2 separate regions of the Mus musculus genome follow, and region 1 is linked to region 2. The links are chromatin contacts, called in public Hi-C maps. All regions are on one chromosome and are shown on one strand. The core of a region is the stretch at or near the end of the contact, and the rest is flanking DNA. Distances in the headings are between cores, read along the strand shown. Region 1 has its middle 180 kb from the start of Gm32651. Region 2 overlaps Tfap2b (transcription factor AP-2 beta).

Evidence for each region. Hi-C and Micro-C count contacts between places; a contact is called where the count stands out from the background.
Region 1: a Hi-C map of the N1E-115 cell line shows a contact between it and region 2, with 3 times the contacts expected there. The contact joins two enhancer-like sites. A contact is called at or near these places in 3 of 39 promoter capture datasets (the HPC-7 cell line, cranial neural crest and embryonic stem cells), 8 of 484 Hi-C or Micro-C datasets (the AML12 cell line, the N1E-115 cell line, cortical neurons and 4 more) and 8 of 115 datasets of contacts at active chromatin or transcription factors (a beta-TC-6 cell line, craniofacial prominence, embryonic forebrain and 5 more).

What each region holds. Positions count from the first base shown.
Region 1 is chr1:19,783,961-19,789,333 of GRCm38.p6, reverse strand. No RefSeq gene overlaps it. Among named protein-coding and RNA genes, the nearest start is that of Gm32651, 180 kb to the right of the region's middle. Within about 2 kb of position 2,168, at least 2 of the 459 cell types and tissues checked have an H3K27ac peak or open chromatin away from gene starts, as enhancers often do. A contact at or near this core is called in the N1E-115 cell line, where this site is marked.
Region 2 is chr1:19,222,963-19,227,844 of GRCm38.p6, reverse strand. It overlaps Tfap2b (transcription factor AP-2 beta), which reads right to left. Exons shown (of 7, transcript NM_009334.3): 4 at 1,190-1,409. Among named protein-coding and RNA genes, the nearest start is that of Tfap2b, 16 kb to the right of the region's middle. Within about 2 kb of position 2,689, at least 3 of the 459 cell types and tissues checked have an H3K27ac peak or open chromatin away from gene starts, as enhancers often do. A contact at or near this core is called in the N1E-115 cell line, where this site is marked.

The sequences.
Region 1 (5,373 bases), core at 919-3,418, 560 kb before region 2:
ACAAACAAAAAAAAAAAAACATCCATTCCATGTGAGGCTATCCATGGGGTACTGATGAGTTTACCAAGGGCTACACTCCTGAAGAAAATTCTCATCCTTCTGCATCCGTCAGTTGTTAGTAGCTTTACATCTACATGTAGGATGCCATGCTCATTTTCCCTGGTCCACATCTAGATTTGTGCAAATCTTTTGAAAATACTGGGCTTAAACTCTAGAGGCTTGATAATTTCCAACAAATAATTTATTAATTAGCAAATAGTCAACCTATGTATTACTTTTATTAATGGCATGTATTCCAACCCTTAAGAATATCTAAATCTGGTTAAGTGGGAGATATCTGATATTTTGAAAATCTGTTTTTTATCTCATATAAATGTTTTTATTATGTTTCATTTTATTCTGTGTACTAACAGTTGAAAATAAGAGGGTCTCACAAGCCTTTTGGTTTTAATCAGTAGTCACAATTATATTCATTATCATGTGCTTTGAAAGTTGATAGTTAACATGTGTTCTTAAAGTTATTAAACCTATCCCACTTAACCACACTTTAAAAATCATCTAGTAGCTATCCTCAAAGGTTTCAACTAAAACACCAGAAGTTTCAGGTGAGAAAAAGCTACCCTTCAATGCTGCCACTCTTTAGGTGACAGATACACTCTCAAAACACTTCATTATGATTTCATTTGCCATTCCTTCTTGCAAATGTTTTTAGCCCTCGTACATTTGCAAATGAGCCCTCTGAGAAAATACTTAACTATGAGTCATACTGCAGAGTCATCTGGAGTAAACACTACATTCAATTTGACTTAATTAAACATCAAATGCATTGTTTATAACATGCAGCCAGGTAAGTGAGAAAGGCAGAAACCAACACAAAATGATAGATGATCCTTTCGAGTAACAATTTTCACTTTTCTTTATTTAAACTTGGATGTGACTTAACTGTATGCCTTAAGAAGCCAGAACCAACAAAACCACAGAAGTTTATAAGGTGGAAGTGTAAAACTATGCAAGCATCATTATATTAGAGTTGTAGGATATAGTACTTTAAATATCTCTTCTATCAGATCTCTTACACAAGTCAATTTGATTTTGTCAGTCACTATCTGTGTCTGTTTATACAAGTTGCTTCATGGTCATTTTTTGTTCTTCTGGGTTTGTGATACAAAACTCTTTGCCCCAATAATCCTTCAGTATTAAGTCTTCCCTTATCCTGAGTGTAAATGAGATGATATGAACACTAGCTGTTACACCAGCAACTTGAGGAACTGTGTCTCAGTACTTTGTGGAGGGACTTGGATTCAGTACTTTATGAGTTACCCACACAGGACAAGAAAACAGTTGGGCATATGATGCATCCTGTTTTGAGTCTGCCAAACTTCCATGATTACTTCTGCAAACTTAGACAATGAAACACAGATGAAAACCACTTAATTGTCATAAATGAGAAGAAAGGTAGCAGTGGGAAGACATAGAAAGAGGGAGAAGTCTGTAGCCTAGACAAATCTCTAGTAATGTAGCTGTGGAAACATTATTTGCTATCAAGTCTTTTGCATCCTTCTTTGTCCAGAAAATAAGAGCAGTCATCATTTGTCTCACTTGCATAGAATATCAGTTTAAGAAAAGCCCAGATCTAGTATATAAAGAATGTAAGAGTCTAAGACATCCAGTGACCAGTGAAAGGAGCTGAGTTAGAGTTGCCTTTCAGCTTTGGATTTAGATCCAACACAAATATACTCAGGACTGTAACCAAAAGAAATGTGTCTCTTCTCTCCTTTCTCCATCTCACACCCACTTTCACTTTCCAGTTTCATTCACGATTACAATGTGGGTCACTGCTACTCTCAAATCAGCCTGACTTTCATGCACTCCCTTCAAGGTTTATACTTAATAAAATCCCTGTCTATAAATTGAGAGTAAATTCTAGGATTTCCTAAATCCCCAATGTTAAATCAGTCGGTCTCTGTTTCTGTTGGGCTTGAATGTCCTTAGCCACGGTTTTAAACCTTGTATTTTCTGATTCTATTAGAAGTGGAAATGCCTTAGATTTCTCTGTCATTCTCCCAGATGTAGCATATGATTCATTCTGCAGATAAGATGTTCTTGGGAGAAAACCAGAGGTGACTCTTGCTGTCAAACAAAATCTTTGTCAGTATTGAAATGAGAACTAATTTGACTTAATCTAAGTTGACATGGATAAGAAGAGCTCAGTGCTAGAAAAGAATCCAGTGGTAAGGGGAAGGGGCGGGGGGTGATACAAAATATGAAAAACCCATTCATGGTGTCATGGTATCTATAAATCACTGGGAAATAATAACCAAAGAGTCATCAAAAGTAGAATCACATGAAGTTGTTTTCTGATTATGGCTGAGGAGAGGGCAGTGTCTTAGTGCATATTTTTTATAGTCATTGCTCGTCTGGATGAAAGACACTTTCCCTTTCAGAATCAAGATGAGTGGCTGCAGAGCACCTAACACACTTCCCACACACAAATTATCACATCAGTTTATAAATAATTCTCTACAGTTTATTTTCTGTGGTCCTTTTCCAGAACATAGGCAGCATCCCTTCACTTCATCGTGGGTGGCTTATTATATTGCTGGCTACGTTCCCATGGTGTGAGTAAGGAAATGCTATTTAATGATAATTGACATTGTTATGGCAAATGTTTTGATTAGTATCATAATCAAGATCTTGGGTTACAAGATTATCATTATTATTCTCATTTCATCTTGATAACAAGATGGGCCACTTGGTGATCCCAAAGACCTGCTCACTTAACCATTGATTGCCGTTTGTAAAGTCAGAGTTATACAGTATATGATAGAACTTAGACAATGTTGTGGTAGAGTAGGGTAACCAACTCTTTGGTTTATATTATGGGAAATGCATCACTCTCAGGCAAACTGGGACAGTGGGATGTCTTAAGTGATGGGGTGAAACAGGAGTTCTTAGGAGTCTGGATCAAAGCCAAACCTGCCACCATTTAATGACATCTGAATCTCCAAATCTCATATATCATAATTTGCTTATTTTTAATCTTTTAAAACTACTCTAGTGACTCTTCTGAGAAAGGGTCAAACATATGTCTTGGGAATGTACTACATTTTCCTAAATGCTCCCCCAATGCCTGGGCATAAGCCTATGTTAAAACCCATTTTTTTTTTTTTTTGTAGATCTTAACTTTGCTTCATTAAAAATAAAACTGCTTTAATGACAATACTTGAGTGTCTTTTAAAAGTGATACTATATACATCAATCATATCCTTCTCTTTTGATTTTGCATGTCATCAGGCCAAGCAGACAAGCTCATTATCTCATGAGCTCTGGACTGTCAGTAGTTGAGATTTAATATCATTAGACATCATGCATTAAGACAATGCTTAAAGTTCTGGCCACACATTTGCAATGCTTACTATTTGCTCAAGGAAAGGTTATTGTCTCTGTTCAGAGCTCTGACACCAAAGAGAAGGTTCTGGGTTAGTTTCATCTTCATCATACACTTATCTTGTGGCTGTGGAGTTTATTATGTAACTTTCACAGATTTGCTTTAAAAAAAAAGTTAATTCTAGTAAAACCTATTTAGTAGGTTTTCAGATAATTAAATAATGTGTAAACATATGAATGAATATATAAATACCATCTAAAAGTACATTTAAAATTATGTACCATTGACATTGATGAAAATGTAGAATACTATAAGCCTAAAAATAAAAACTAACCTACACTTCTTTACTTGCTTATCCAGCAAATGGTCTTTATGGCAGGAAGCATCGGGAGAGGCTGAAGGAAGACCAATTCTAAGGTGTTGGGGCGATTGTTAGTAAACAGAGTTCTGTGAACACTGCAAATGCCATCTAAATAAGAGGGTGTTTTCCTTCACTGGTGGGCATAAAAATTGCCCTAAGCCGGTAATAAAATTATCTATAATAAATTCATACCCAAAGATTCTGGGTAACTCCAGAAAGACAGTGATTCTCAAGTTTATTTTAACAAGTGAACTGCTGACTCAGAAGTTTGGTGTAGGGCCTACATGTTAAGTAACATACTGTTTCTCTCAGTGTCCGTTAGTCTCATGAAAGAAGAAAAGACAATTGGATGTTACTAGGAAGATTTTAGACAGAAATGGGAGTTGCATGAATAACTTAGAATAGTGATGAGCACAGAAGTACCTTGTGTGGCAAGTATGATGCTAAGCACTATACAGATTCTCCATGCCGTTATTACAAGAATATTCAGCACTGGGTAATTCATAAATAATATTTCTTCCCTATGGTTCTGGAGGGTAGAAAGTACAAGATCAAAGAGCTAACAAACTCTGAGTCTGGTAAGACTGTATTGTTGCTTCCAGAGATGACAGAGGAGCAGGAGGCCCCAGCAGGCTTGCCTCAACCTCTGTTGCATTATAAGTTCACTACTCATCAAAGAAAGGAGATTATTTTTGATTTAATCACTTCACTAAAAGTGAAAGCTTTTAGCTCTTTGAGAATATCATAGTGTCCATGTGGTATTTTGTCCTTATTAACCCTCCTCTTCTAATTCTTCCTTGTTCCACACCTACCTTGCACCTCCAAGTCCAAGTCTATAAAACCATGGAGGTGAGGCATCTATCCGAGCATGGTAGGTCAACCTGTAAGGAACCACACCCCAAAAGAATACTATCTCTTCCCCACCCCCACTCCAAGCAACTATCAAACCAAGGCTAGGGGTGGGGCTGGGGAACCCCTTCTCCCTCTGTGCTAGAATGTTAACTGCCTCTATCTTGATCAAGTGAGTAGAGCTACAGTGCATACAGCTGCTCTGTCATGTCCAGAGGATACTGCATCAGGCATTGGGTTCCAGGGTATTTTGGAAGGACACACACCTTCCAACTATGGGAAAAATAGTGTGTAAGGTTATCTATCCAATAGAAATATTGCTGCATTCTGTATTCTTCTTAGAAGAATACAGAATTTCAAAAGGCAAAACCATTTCAAAAGCAGAAACATGAGCCAAACCCAACTTTACTCTACTGTAAACCCCGTGACTTTACCCTTGTGTCTACTGCCTTTACACCATTTATCTTTTCAACAAGATTTCTGCTCTCTTTAAGACTTGAGCATCTCCTCCAATCTGACAGTTTTGCTGATTTTTGCCTCTTTGGAACAATTTCCCCCTCAACTCTATTGCAATCCATAACGCTTTACATAATTCAGTTGCATTTATGTTATACTGATCCATTTTATCCTGTCTCTCTCTGGCCTGGTTGAGAGATCCTAGAAGACAGGAGTTATATTTTATTTTCTATTACATTCCCTTGTCTGCCACCAGAATCAACTCTATAAGCACTGGCAGAATCAACTGTTTATACAAAGTTGTCTTTGAAGGGAGTCT
Region 2 (4,882 bases), core at 1,440-3,939:
ACACCAAGGTGGGGTGATGTGCACCTTTAAATCCCAGTACTTGGGAAGTGAAGACTGGCAGATCTCTGAGTTGCAGACCAGCCTGATCTACAAAGTGAGTTTCAGAACTGCCAGGGCTACACAGAGAAACTTTTGTCTTAAAAAATTAATGACAATCATAATCACAATTAAAAAAAATAGCCTGACTATGAAACTCAAGAGACTCACTTGAAAATCAAACCAAACAAGAACAGTAGAAGAGGATTCAGATAAAGAATATTCCTGGATCACACCAATACTTAGCACTCCGGAAGGCTCTCCATGTCCTCTAAGGGCTGGGCAAAAATAATGGGAAACTGGTTATCCTGTATGAACCCGGTTGCTGTTCTCTTTAACCAGCCACTTTTAGGAAAGAAAGAGATCGTGAACATCTAAAATGGGTTTTAACTTTAGAAAGTTTTGTCTCACGCAAAGTCCCTGACCTAGTAAGGACAACACTAAGGGTCCAGATGTTGGCAAGAACTGTTGGGGGAGAGGGGAGCCATTTCTTCCTCCATTTTCACCAGGAGTCTGCCCATGGGTTGCAATATTGGGGAGCAGTTACATAGCCCCAGGAAATGACTACTAATAGTTATAAAGCACTATTAATGTTGTAAGGTGTGATACTATTAAGGTCATAGATCTAGAAAAAAAAAAGATCTTTTCAAAACGGGGGAGGGAGCACAATATGCTAGTGAATTAATCTTTTAAAATCAGTGAAGTGGAAAGGACATAGACAGCATGCTGCTTTTGTCTGTTTCAAATGAGCGTGCTTGGTGGGGAGACTAGGTTCTGGCTTGAACTCTGGCTAATGCCACCGCAGAGAGTTTATATGGTTGGGAGCCTTGCACTGACAAGAGAGTGAAAGGATTCCAATCCCGAATTTTTTTAGGAGGGTTGCGCATGCGCAGTGTAGCCTGGCACGAGTAGGGCTTTGGTTGCAGACTTAACACAGCACTAGAACCCCAGACTCCCAGCCTCAACCTTCCTGCCACTTGGTACTGGGGATTCACTTAAACTCCGGGTTGCTAAGCAACTGCGTCAAACCTTCTTCCTCAATTTCCACCACCCTCCTCCACTAATAGAATCCTGTGTGTATGTGTGTGTGTGTGTGTGTGTGTGTGTGTGTGTGTGTGTGTGTAGTTTTTGTTGTTTGTTTTATTTTGTTTACCTTCTGAGGACGCCGCCCAGGAGAGATGCATTGAGGCATTCAGGGGGCGAGAGCCTTCTCTGAACTTCGCCCACAGTGACTTTGTACTTTGAAGTTGAACTGAGTAGAGATAAACGGCCCGGGACTGAGCAAAATACCTCGCCGGTGTTGACTGACATTCCTCCCAAGAAGCCATCTTTATTCATCATTAGAGAAGTCACAGATTTGGGAGGGACAGGAACTAGGGAGAGATGGAGAAAGGGAAAAAAAGTTTCCATAAAGGTGACCAGGCTTCATTAACACTACCGAGGGTTGATAGGACAGCACAAGTCATCTGGGAAAACCAACCCCCCCCCACCCCACCCCCACCCCACCCCACCCCCGGCAGCCACCAAGTGGAAAGAGTAGAGCGAGCAGCTAATCCAGTACTTCCCAAACTGTATTGCGTTCATTGCTGTGAACTGACCCAAATGTCAGCATTCCTATGGAAACTTACCCCAGACCAGAGGACATGTGAGAGTCGCTTGCCATAGCCCAGTTAGACCTTGACTATTGGCTCACGCTGTGAACCTAGGCAAAGCCTAATTTGTCACGTGCGTGCTTCTTGTGCTACCATGGACACCTAGCAGAGATCCTGATTGCAGTTTCCTCCAAGGTCCTCCCCAGGATAACACTATCTCATCTGGTACTTGAGGGTGAAGTTTTCTGAGATAAACGTTGAATCCAATGATCTTTATGGAAATTCCTCCTCTCTGACTGGACCCAAACTTGTCTAAAGTAAAGAACATCACTGAAGATGGGGTGCACGTGGGGGTTGGCGGAGGAGGGAGGAATAAGAGCTGCTTCTTGCTATTTAGTGAGCCCCACCCACCCCACCTCCCAATCCCCCCCACACAAAACAAGAGCAGGATCCGTTTAGAGATGTACCCAAATGCTCATCTCCAGTAAGAGCAAAGCAGTGACATGAATTTTGTTTACAAATTAAGGCACCGGCTGCTGATTGTTTAGAACGGTTATGATTTACAACAGGTGCCCCGATCAATCAGCCAATCACTGTAATTCAGATGAGCGGTGGCGGTCTTGCCTTGCCCTAGTTCTTTCGTTTCAGCAAGTAATTGATAACAAACCACACTCAAGGTATGTTTTATGCAGAAGTTAATAAGAGCTGACAGCTAGTTGCCACTGCGCCCCTGGTGCAGTCAGCCTCTGCAGTTTGTGTTTCTGTTTAATTGTGTTTCCGTGTCATCCGTATGTCAGGACTAGGCTGAGCTAGGTGGAAGGCTGCGGGAATGAGAACCGGGAGAACAGCGTCCTGAAAGTCTCCCCCTTTGAACTTCTCCCTATTTCCCATACAAGTTAACTTCTTCCGTGGAGAACACATTGAAGTATATATTTAGAATAGGAGAAAAAAATCAACTTCGACTTGTACTTTTCTCATAATGGCTAATCTCACCCTATCAATATGGCTGGGAAAGACACACTCTCTACCACATGGGCACCAGAATTTTAGGGGAAAAGAGTAAAACTTCTGTTCTACAGGACAAATAACACAGTGCGACATCTCTTTGGGTTGGCTCTTTACAGCACAGATTTCAGCATTCAGACTCCATGGTTGTTGAGAGATTTCCAAAAGTTAGGTGTTTATTAATGTACTTGGGTGTTTTACAAAACCTTTCCAAAACAGCTTTCTTTAAGGGAGTTGATTTAGACACTAAAGCATTCCCTTTGACCACTTCTTGATATAGATGTAGAATTTCAGGACCTATTGTTGATGTCCAGGACCTGTTTGTTCTGGTTGGAGGAATTGTATTAGAAAACTGGGGACATCTTTTGCACTGCCATGAGTAAGGACAAGGTACAAAGGGGATTTTGATTTTTCTGGACACTTATATTTTCATTAGGGACTGCTTCACATTTGAGACCAAAGCAGCAAAATGTCAAAGTATTTTCACCAGACATGAGTGATAACGGTGATTGTAAGTCTCTTTGAAAATGGTTGATTGGGATGGAGACATTTAATACTTGTACACAGTATCCACATGCACTCTTGTCTTCTTCCAGAACATTCTTGATATTTATATTTCCTATTTATATTAAACTCTTTACATATAATTTATACTAATAGCAAGTGTCGTGACATCAGCTTGGGAAAGAGTTCCCCTAAATAAGATAGCTCTTTGCAGTTTCCATAGAAGAGCTAAAGAAATAAATTATGTAAAAGATCTCATCAATGATACTTTGTTTAGCATTGCTTAGAATATTTTAATAACAGAACAAACCCAACAAACTGACAGTTGTATTATGCTTACAGTAGGGTTTTTTTTCTGGCTTTCTGATTCCCAGATGCCAAATTTCTTGAAAACTTAGGCTTTCAGAGAGACTTTATACCCTGTTCTTGAACTGTACTATTGCTGACAGCCTGATTCAGCTGGTAGGAGCCAATTCCTTTAAGGAGAGTATGTTAGTCCCTCCACTGGGCTGTGTCTCTCTGCATGTACATATAAAAATGCATGTGTCTACACTTCCATCTTAGCAAGCTCACCCCCACTATACTCCTCCCCAAACCTCACAAGGTGAACAGAAATGTTTTAAATTATATTTCCATTTTGTATCAAAATCACCTTCTTGCATTCTATCCTGTATCTGCAGGTTCTAACATCAGCTCACGCTCCTTACCCTTGGCCCAGCTTGGAGCCCCAAGACCAGACCCTACATATTTCTCTTTCCAGCTTTCCTTCTGGTCCATAGCTTGCTAATCATCTTACCTTCCTCTCACCCTCACACCTGCTTAGCTCAGCTGATTAACCTAGTATTTTATTCCCTTCTGCTTTTTTCCAGCTTATCAATAAACTCAGAGAGCAACAGGGCCCAGTTGATCTGTTAGTAATTATGAGCACACTGTTCCTGCTCATGGAACCTGAGATGACTGAGATAGGTTTAAAGCGACAGCAGGAAAATGCTGAGGAGACAGAGCATAGCAAGACTCAGCATGAAGCCTTTGGTTCTTTATGTGTTTACAATTTTCTGTGCATACATTAAAAAGTGAGCTCTCAGTTGGATGGGAAAGCTAGCTTCTTGATGTGCGCGTGCACACGTGTGCATACACACACACACACACACACACACACACACACACACACACACACACAGGAAAACTCATTCCTTTCCTTTTCCCATAAATTATTCCAAAAGAGAAAAAAAATACATAAATAGATTAGGATTTTCTGGCAGTGAGTGAAGTTTTAAGAAAAGGAGGGAAAATTAGAGGAAATATTACTCAGTAGTAGGCTATATAGAGATCAATGGGCTAGGGTTTCATTCTCTTTTAAACAATTAACTTCAGGGTGAAACAGCAAATTTGGGGAACCATATTTGACAATCCCTGTGTGGGAAAGAGGGGGAGAGAGTAGACCTGCCTCACATAGTAAAGGGTTAAGTCTCACTGAAAGAAACTGACAAATGTGGGTGCTGCACAGGGAAGCAACCCAGAAAGTTAATGCTTTGAAAAGAGAAATCAGGGACGCTATTCCTCAGATTTGCATCTGTTCATGTCTACCTCTTATATAAACTTTATTCCACATGTTCAGCAGGTGTATATACATTTGGACACTGAAATTCTGGTAAGAACACATACATACACACACCAGAATATGTGTAGCATACCCCCCCCCCATGAAAAGTGTTGGCATTCTTTAATGACAGAATCTGGGAACC